Regions from separate parts of the Sus scrofa genome. Here region 1 is linked to region 2. The links are chromatin contacts, called in public Hi-C maps. All regions are on one chromosome and are shown on one strand. Each heading gives the region's core, a stretch centred on a gene start, on an enhancer-like site or on the middle of the called end of the contact. The rest is flanking DNA. Distances are from core to core; before and after follow the strand shown. Region 1 overlaps FADS2 (fatty acid desaturase 2). Region 2 holds the start of FEN1 (flap endonuclease 1).

Region 1 (4,628 bases), core at 200-2,699, 110 kb before region 2:
CAGTTGGGTCTGGGGTTCTGGGGAGCTCGTGGGCCACAAAACAGGTTCCTGGGTCCTGCTCTAACCTCCTCCCAGAAACCAGGAAATAGGCCCAGACTTTGTCTGCGGGCTGTTCTGGCCCTAGACGGGAGCGCTCCCCTCCACGTCTCTGCCCTGCAGGTGAACCCACGGGACAGGCCTGGGCCCATAGGACCCTCTTGGGCTGGCCCAGCTCTTCTTGGGGGAGTGAGCACTCAGGGCAGCCCAGGTGGGCTGGAAGAGACCAGAAGTCCCCATAGAAGGACTCAGGCTGGGCGCACCTGGGGAGTTAAATTTTTTTTTTTTTTTTTTTGTCTTTTTGCCCTTTCTGGGGCTGCTCCCGTGGCATATGGAGGTTCTCAGGCTAGGGGTTGAATCGGAGCTGTAGCTGCCAGCCTACACCAGAGCCACAGCTATGCAGGATCTGAGCCGCGTCTGCAACCTACACCTCAGCTCACGGCAATGCTGGATTGTTAACCCACTGAGCAAGGGCAGGGACTGAACCCGCAACCTCACGGTTCCTAGTCGGATTCGTTAACCACTGCGCCACGACGGGAACTTCCCAGAAATAGTCTTAACTTAACCCATTGAGGGAGGCCGGGGATCGAACCTGCATCCTCATGGATCCTAGTCAGGCTTGTCACCACTGAGCCACAACGGGAACGGGGAGAAGGGTTTTAGAATGCACCAAGCCAGGAGGAGGGGCTTCTGGCTTCATAATTCATCAGGAAGCTGGAGAGAGCTAACAAACACACCTAGTGTCCAGCAGGTGGTAGCCCTGGGCAGGGCCCCTGCAGGACCGGGATTGCCCTGGCTGGGAGCCAGACAGTCTGGGTTTTGGATGGTGGTCCTGTCCTTTCTTGCTGTAACCTTGAGCAAATCATATCATCTCTTGGCCTTAGCTGTTCCATCTGTAAAATGGGTTTGATGACAGCTCCTGCCTCATGGTTAAGCAAGGATGAAGTGACGTCCCACGTGCCATGCTCGGCTGTGCTGGGTCCAGTGAAAGTCAGCCTTCCTTTCCCCACCCCGCCGGGGGCTGCCAGCCTGGAGGACCCGCACTCCTCTCCCCTCCCACAGAAGCCTCACCAGCCACAGGCAGAAAGCTCAGGCTGTGGGGGCCCCAGAGAGACCCAGGCAGACACAGCTTCCACTCAAGCTGCGGGCGAGAGTCTGGATGGCTGGTCCAGACCCCAAGGAGATGGCCGCACACGCAGGGCCTGCTTTGATGTGTCCTCTAGCCGAGGCTGAAGGGGACGCAGGCCCAAGGCAGTGGGAGGGGGAGCATGGCCAGCCCTGGTGGCCTGGCTTCCCGGAGGCCCACAACCCTGGACCCCAGCCAGTCCTGAACCCTCCTGTGTTCAGCCTGTTTCAGGGACCACGAGGCCCAGCTGAGGGGGTGCCAGGGGCATGTGCAGGGGACTTTTCAGCATCGGAACAAAATGTCTGAGGCCCGACAAGGGCCAGCCTTGTCCAGTCAGGGTTGGGGGAGGGGAGCAGAGGCCAAGCCCTGCCCCGCCTCTGGGAACTTGCAAACTGGAGCCGCAGAGAAATGAGAAGGACCAAGGCCAGCAGGCATGCGAGGACGGGCAGGAGTCCAGCCCCAAGGCCCTGCGGAGGGCCACGGCCTCTCCGAGGGACGGACTTGGCCTGTTCCCCAAGGTGAAGCAAGAAGCCGGGGGGGTGAGGAGTGGCCAGGCCTCGGGACAGGGGGGAGCCTCCCAGAGGATGAAAAAGCAGGATCTCAGATGGGGACAGGGGGCGGCAGCAACCCTCACAGCTTTTGAGAGCCCTTGTCCAGAGCCAAGGGCATAAGGGCCTCATGGTCCCCCTTGGTGACGGGGGGTGGCGGAGGGGAGCAGAACCAGGCTGCCCCCTGACGTCACCCCTATTTAATTCTGTTCTGGAAATTCCAGGAAGGTTATAAAAAACCCAAACCAGAAATGAGTGTGGAGCTATTACAAAGAATCTCTATTTTCATTATTTCCGAGGTTCCGGTGGTCTTCCCAGGAAGTTCAAAAGAATCCCCTGAAAAACAACCAGAATCGCAAGGAAACCTAAGTGGACACGAGCCAGATGTAAGATGTTGAAGCTGCAGTTTGGGTTTTTATGTTTTTCATTTTCATTTTTTATTTGTGGGCCCGAGGCACGGGAAAGTGCCCCGTGCCAGGGATGGCACCTGAGCCACAGCAGTGACAAGGCCCAGTCCTTACCTGCTAGGCCACCAGAGAATGCCACATATCAATGACAAGTTCTCTGGTGGCCCGGCAGTTAAGAATCTGGCATGGCTGCTGCTGTGGCTCAAGTGCCATCCCCAGTCCAGGAACTTCCACACATCGCAGGCATGGTAAAAAGAAAATGCTTATAAGAGCTATGTTCTCTACTTATAATAAAAGGTAAACCCAGGAGTTCCCGTCATGGCGCAGCGGACACGACTCCGACAAGGAACCATGAGGTTGTGGGTTCGATCCCTGGCCTCGCTCAGTGGGTTAAGGATCTGGCGTGGCTGTGAGCTGTGGTGTAGGTCGCAGATGTGGCTGGGATCCGGCGTTGCTGTGGCTGGCATAGGCTGGCAGTATAGCTCTGATTCGACCCCTAGCCTGGGACCCTCCATATGCCACAGGTGCAGCCCCCAAAAGACAAAAAAAGACAAATCAATCAATCAATAAATAAAAGGTAAACCAAGACAGAAACAAGTCAGTGCGACAGAGTGGGAGGAAATGGCCTGGCTGTCAGATCTGGCCTCGACTGGGGGCTAAAGGATGTGACTCTGTGACCCCGAGCTCGTGCCATGAGTCCTCCACTGAGCCTCATTTGCATCTATGGTGAAGCAGGTGGGACCAGACCCGCCGGGATCCTCCTGGCTGCTTCGGGGACTGCGACTCTCCGAGTAAGGTTTCCTTGTACTGGTCTTTGGGGACCAAGCTTGAGCCCTGGAATTGTGCTTTCCTGCTACACTGGAAGGAACAAGCCAGAAAATGTTCTTCCCCAGCCCAAGGGAGGCGGGGAGGCTGCTAACACGCTAACAAAGAGCTTCATCCATTATTTACGCAGGAGGCCAGGCCACTGAAATTCCAGCTTGAATGATTCAGGGTGCCCAGGAAAGGATTCCATGTAAACATCAGACACAGATGGGTCTGTTTGCTCCCCCCGCCCCATCCCTCCCCGGAGCCCTGCGCAGGCCAAACACTCCCCAGATCTTTCTGTCCGCTCCAGTCCTACCTCAACCGGCTGCCTTTCTCCCAGGACAAACACATGCAGCATGTTCACATCTGGATCCTTGCTAAAGATGTTGGGCTTGGCATGATGCTGGAAGTGGCGATGGTTCCACCAGTTGGCAGAGGCACCCTGTGGGGGAAGGGAGGGGGGTGAGCTGTGCAGCCCTTGGGGGACCCACAAACAGCAGGCCCCACTCCTGGCACCTGCAGCATTCACGGCCAACTCCTCCATCACACACAGGGCTTTTGACTGAACGCCTGAGCTTGGCCCTGCCAGTCCTGAGGCCAGAGCGCTGGCCAGCTCCTCAGCCAGGACTTCTGAATGGAGCCGGGTCCCTCCATCCCTTCAGGCCTGTTTCCCAGTCCTAAGATGGTGCTGGTGATGGCTGGGAAGAGGCAGGTGTTTCAGCAGGTGTGGGGGAGTCTTCACTCTGCCAACCCCAGGGGTGAGCCTCCACGCCCCTCATGTTGTCCAGAGAGGAGAACTTCTGTTTCGGGAACTGTAAGAAGTGGTCCCTGGGAATTCCCATCATGGCTCAGTGGTGAACCAACCCAACTAGTATCCATGAGGACACAGGTTTGATCCCTGGCCCCACTCAGTGGGTTAAGGAGCCGGTGTTGCTGTGAGCTGTGGTGTAGGCCGGCGGCTACAGCTCCCATTTGACCCCTAGTCTGGGGACCTCATATGCTACTGGTGTGGCCCTAAAAAGTCAAAAAAAAAAAAAAGGAAGTGGTCCCTATTATATGACCGAGCATCTCACTCGTAGGTACCTACCCAAGAGCAATGAAAAACATGGCCACACACAACCTTGTACATGAATGTTTCTAGCAACATTTTGTTTTTGTTTTTGTTTTTGCTTTTTAGGGCCACACTCACAGCATATGGAGGTTCCCAGGCTAGGGGTCGAATCGGAGCTACAGCTGCCAGCCAAAGCCACAGCCACAGCCACAGCAACGCAGGATCCAAGCCGCATCTTCGACCTACACCACAGCTCACAGCAACGCCGGATCCTTAACCCACTGAGCGAGGCCAGGGATCAAACCCACAACCTCGTGGTTCCTAGTCGGATTCGTTAACCACTGCGCCACGACGGGAACTCCTATACTTGATTCCTTTTTGATGAAGGGTCCAGAACAGGGCAATCTATAGACACAGATGAGTGGTTGCCTAGTGCTGGGGCTGGGATGAGTTGGGTGGTGGGGACTATGTGGCATGGGATTTCTTTTCAGACTGACATTTGAAAGATGTTCCAAAATTGACAGTGATGGTGGTTGCACAGATCTGTGAATTTACACACTTTAAAGGGCAAATTGCACAGCATGTGAATGACATCATATCACATCGTAGGCCAACAGCTGCAGTTCCAATTTGACCCCTCGCCTGGGAACTTC
Region 2 (5,070 bases), core at 1,163-3,662:
CCACACATCTGTTCCTCCTTTGTACCAGGGACCAAACACCTCCAACTCACAGTGCTGTTAGTGTGACGTGTCAACCTGTCAAGGCCACAGTATCTAGTTATTTAACTAAACACTAATGCAGGTCTTGTCGTGAAGGTATTTTGTGGGTGTGGTCACCATCTCTGTCAGCTGACTTTCAGGAGCCTGCCCTCCATAACGTGAGTAGGCCTCATCAAAATCAGCTGAAAGGCTGTAAGAGCAAAAACAGGTTTCATGAAGAAATCCTGCCTCAAGACTGCAGCATCGGAGTTCCCTGGTGGCCTCGTGGTTAAGGACCCGACATTGTCACTGCTGTGGTGCAGGTTCAATCCCTGGCCCGGGAACATTTGCATGTCAAGGGTGCAGCCTCCCCAGAAAAGACTGCAGCTGCCACTCCTACCTGCCCTGTGATTTTCAACTTTTCACTCCAGTTCCTTAAACTGGGTCTCTTTACATATATCCACATTCTGTTTCCTCTTTATTCTGTTACTCTGGAGGACAGAGCAGCTGGCAAAAGTAGCATCCGAATGGGAGTGCTGTGGCTTCTGCAACACCACCTGGATCTCTCTGCAGTAACCCTTCAGCACTTCCACCTCTAACGTGATGCTGTTTTAAGTCTGCCACTTCCACATTTTCTCTCCACTGCTAAGTCTGAATTGTGAGCTCCACAGCTCCTACTCCACCCCAGGTCCCGGTGCAGGGGCCTGCATGCTGGAGTCCCTCAGCCCAGAACTGAATTTCTGTGGTCCAGGCCCCTCAACAAAAGATTTCCTACGGAAGTATTTCCCAAACTTCAGTCGGGCCTAATCCACCCTCACAATTTTCTGCCACTTCCCACTAAAACCTGTACTTTCATTCACTTAATATTTTTCATGTGGACACCATCTTCTAAAAACTAAATTGAAAAAAAAGAACTCATCTTAAGTAATAATACCTGTGTTATATCAGTTATAACTCAATACTTTTAAAAAGGATGTTGAGGAGTTCCTGTGGTGGCGCAGAGGAAACAAATCCGACTAGGAACCATGAGGTTGTGGGTTCGATCCCTGGCCTCGCTCAGTGGGTTAAGGATCCAGCATTGCCGTGAGCTGTGGTGCAGTTCGCAGACACAGCTCGGATCTGGCATTGCTGTGGCTGTGGTGTAGGCCAGCAATTGCAGCTCTGATTTGACCCCTTGCCTGGGAACCTCCATGTGCTGCGGGTGTGGTCCTAGAAATAATAAAATAAAATAAAAAATAAAATAAAAAGGATGCTGAAGGCACCACTGGCACTGTGTCCAACACTCAAAGAAATAGTACACTAGGCCTTCTAATTGTTCCCACTCGTCCTTCACAGGGTTCTTTCTAAAACATAAGGGACTTACAGCATCAAGATCTTTCATGCTGATTCCCAACTTAACTTTACACTCTTAGAATCGAAGAGAAAGGCTGGTCTAAGGACCGCCCTGTCTCACTTTTGCTCGGCGGTGCCTTCCTCCCACCATCCTGAAGCCCTTTTCTTCAATGTCCGTCTCACCTAGTTCTCACCTGCGAATGGCGGTGGCCTTGAACCCAGGCACCAGCACTCACCACCTCGGTAATACCATTATGTCACTTAGTCTGTGACGTTACTAAGCCATTTAGGTTTGGTTTTCTCATCTATCAAGTATGGGAACCATGCCTGCCTTGCAGAATTACTGTCAGAGTTAACTGAGGTACCAGACAAAAACCCCTCCAACAAACGCTAGGTGCTCTATAAAAATTCCCCCTCCAGAACCCACTCGATCCTTCGGTTCAGGCCCCAACCTATCTGCTTTGCTAGAATGTGTACCCAGGAGCCAGTGCCTCGTTAGCCGAGTATCCCACCACCGAGGCCGACAAAGGCAGGAAGGAAAGGAATCTGGACAAGTGCAGTTCCAAAACTGTCTCTCCTCCAGCACCTAAGTCACCATACAAAACGACTCCAGGAGGTGGGAGTTATTATCCTTCTTCTACAAATGAAGAAAGAGGCTCGGGGGTTCAGCGACTGGCCCCAGGCTCACAACGGAAAGTGGCGGGCCCGCCAGATGGCGAATCCCGCGCTCCCTCCGTCCGGCGCACGGCAGCGGCCGGCCTTCTCCAGCACCCGGCGCAAAGCGGGCCCGCCGCTCTCGAGGCGCTTCCCGCGGGTCTCACCTGGCCTCTGGGACGTGAAGCCTCGGCAGCTGGCGATTGCTCCTGTGTGGCCCAGGGCCGACCTCAGCCCAACTCGCTCCTCAGCCGCGGGTAGCCTCTCGCTCCGCCGCCTTCCAAAGCCCGCGCTCCCGTCACATGACCTACCGCGGCGCACAGCCTCCTGGGAAGTGTAGTACAGGCCCCGGAGCCCTCGGCCTGCTTCTCTCAAGACAAAGACTCCAGCCAGGGTGAACAGGCTCGCTCAGCGACCCGACCCTACCCTTCTCCACCACTTGTTCCCACTCCACCCCGGGACCCCGCCGGCCCCAGATCCCGTTGCCGCCCCCCACCACAGGACTACAAATCCCACAATGCCACTCGCGCAGCTGCGCTTCCTCTTCCGGCTGAACTGCGCGCCTGCTCCTGCCGACGTGTTCTTCCGGTGGCGGAACGGCGGTTTACCCTGTGCCCGGCAAAATGGTGAGAGGATTGAGAGGTGTTTCCCACAGGGCTCTGGGGACCCCTCGGGGCTCGCCCCACAGCCGGTTTCTCTCGCAGAGGCCTCAGGCGCCCGAGGTCCAGAGGGCGGGAGGCTCCTGGATCCTTCGGCTTGGGCTGAGGGGCGGGGAAGGGAAGCCCCTTGCCGTAGACTCCGTAGGCTGTGGTTTTGATCTCACTAGGTTTCAGATCTCCCGATTTAGAAGCGTGGGGTGCATTTTAAAAACCTTGGAGTTTTGATTTCTGTGACGTGTATCTGGAAAGTTTTTCCCCCCTGTGGAACTCGTGCTTATCCTACACGGCCCTGGGCAAATGTCACCTTCTTGATGAAGCACTTCCAGCTGTCTCGGGCACTTGTCCCCTCTCTCCTGGGAGCTCCCACAACCTATGTACCAGCCTTTTGCCACGTGTCATGTACTTCTTTGTTATCTGCCACGCCTACTAGTGACCACCAGCTGACGTGCCTCTAGCCCTGGGATGATGTCTATTCATCTTTGTATTCCCAGTGCCAAACACGGGGCCTGCAATTGGAGGGTCAGTCAATGGCAGCGATTGTCTTTATCATTTGGGGGGGTGGGGGGACATACATGTTTACTGAATTGAATTCCAGTGTCTCTTAGAACAATGGGGTCAATTTACTTCTCTAGAGTTGTTATGTTCTGGATTTTAGAAGCGTTGGGCGGTGGGTGACAATGGGAGTTAACATTTGTGCAGAACTTTACGTTTTACAGCCCTCTTTCACAGGCATTATCTCATAATTTGCTCTCTAACCTTGGGAAGGAAACAAAAAGCCATTAAGCAACTACTCCATGCCAGGCAGTGAGTTAGAGGCTGTGACGTTTGTCATCTGCCTTAAATCATACATCAACCTTGTGAGAGAGAGATTATTATAATCCCTTTACTGAGACTCATGTTTACTCACTAGAGCCAGAATTATAACTTAGGTCTTTTGCCTGTAGATCTCAAGATTCCTTACTAGTGCAGGAGTTGAGATCAGGGTACCAGTCCAGTTCTGTCTTCCAGCAAGGATTCTTAGCTTGATACCTACAGACATGGGTCCATAAAACTTCTCAAACCATAAGCAAAATTACAAATTCCCCCGTAGTGGAGCGGGCTGCGAAGCTGGAGTTGCTGCCACTGCAGAGAGAGTTCAGCCCCTGGCCCGGGAACTTCCACATGCTGCTGGTGTGGCTAAAAAGAAAAAGAGCTTTGGAGTTCCTGTCGTGGCTCAGTGGTTAACAAATCTGACTAGGAACCATGAGGTTGCAGGTTCGATCCCTAGCCTCGATCAGTGGGTTAAGGATCCGGTGTTGGCGTGAGCTCTGTAGGTCGCAGACATGGCTCAGATCCCGCGTTGCTGTGGCTCTGGTGTAGGTCTACAGCTACAGCTCTGATTTGTCTCCTAGCCTGGGAACGTCAATATGCCACAGTAGTGGCCCAAGAAATGGCAAAAAGACAAAAAAAGAAAAGAAAAAGAGCTTTTTCTTGTGTGTGGTTTTTCCAGGCAGAGTCCATACCTTTCATCACGTTTTTTTTTTTCACAGTGGTCAGTGGCCTCATGTCAAGGACCATTGATCAGGCACTTTCTGTGTCTCAGTCTCTGCCTCTCAGCGGCCCTTCTTGTCTCATTGAAAAGACAAAACGCGACCTTAGTTTGAGATATCGTTGTAATTGTTATCATTCCCAATCATTATCCTTTGATGGTGATTCTGAAGGATTTCCACATGTCCCGGGCTGAAATGAGCTTCTAGTAGTCACAGCAGCACGAGGCTCCCTGATAACCCCAGAGGACCCCCAGGTTGACGTCATGGGATTCTTTGATGGCTCTGATTTCATGCCCTCCCCTAGGAGCTTGAGGCCATGAGCAGATACACCAGCCCGGTGAACCCAGCCGTCTTCCCCCACCTGACGGTGGTGCTGTTGGCCATTGGCATGTTCTTTACCGCCTGGTTCTTCGTGTATCCTTTCACTGAGTAGCCAGTGGCCAGAAGTAGCGATTGGGAAACTGTGGGAGAAACCATGCTGGATACAAGCCCCCTGCCAGTTCTGTTCTAGCGCGGAGATGGGGGGAGGTAAGGAGTTGAGGGAAGGCTGTTGGATGTCCAAAGCCCGATTGTGACCTTATTTTCCAAGCCCGGGCGAGCTCAATTTGCTCTTCAGATTTTCGGGACAGTGAAGCAGAGGGCCTGGCTGGACGGGAGGCTGAGGATGGGGACATGAAGTTGAAAACGTGGTATAGGCGTTCCCGTCGTGGCGCAGTGGTTAACGAATCCGATGAGGAACCATGAGGTTGGAGGTTCGATCCCTGGCCTTGCTCAGTGGGTTAAGGATCCGGCGTTGCTGTGAGCTGTGATGTAGCAGACGCAGCTCGGATCCCACATTGCTGTGGCTGTGGTGTAGGCCAGTGGCTACAGCTCCGATT

Evidence for each region. Hi-C and Micro-C count contacts between places; a contact is called where the count stands out from the background.
Region 1: a Hi-C map of skeletal muscle shows a contact between it and region 2, with 5 times the contacts expected there. The contact joins the enhancer-like site here to the promoter of FEN1 in region 2. A contact is called at or near these places in 15 of 47 Hi-C or Micro-C datasets (embryonic fibroblasts, epiblast stem cells, fetal liver and 7 more) and 1 of 2 datasets of contacts at active chromatin or transcription factors (skeletal muscle).

What each region holds. Positions count from the first base shown.
Region 1 is chr2:9,644,007-9,648,634 of Sscrofa11.1, forward strand. FADS2 (fatty acid desaturase 2) reads right to left here. Exons shown (of 12, transcript NM_001171750.1): 5 at 3,241-3,366. It overlaps LOC106509334 (a long non-coding RNA gene), which reads left to right. Exons shown (of 3, transcript XR_001306776.2): 3 at 1,148-1,160. Among named protein-coding and RNA genes, the nearest start is that of FADS2, 20 kb to the right of the region's middle. Within about 2 kb of position 1,450, at least 33 of the 83 cell types and tissues checked have an H3K27ac peak or open chromatin away from gene starts, as enhancers often do. A contact at or near this core is called in liver, omental adipose tissue and skeletal muscle, where this site is marked.
Region 2 is chr2:9,754,451-9,759,520 of Sscrofa11.1, forward strand. FEN1 (flap endonuclease 1) reads right to left here and starts at 2,413. Exons shown (of 2, transcript XM_003122627.5): 1 at 2,172-2,413. It overlaps TMEM258 (transmembrane protein 258), which reads left to right and starts at 2,520. Exons shown (of 4, transcript XM_003122626.6): 1 at 2,520-2,630; 2 at 4,497-4,606. The coding sequence starts at 2,628.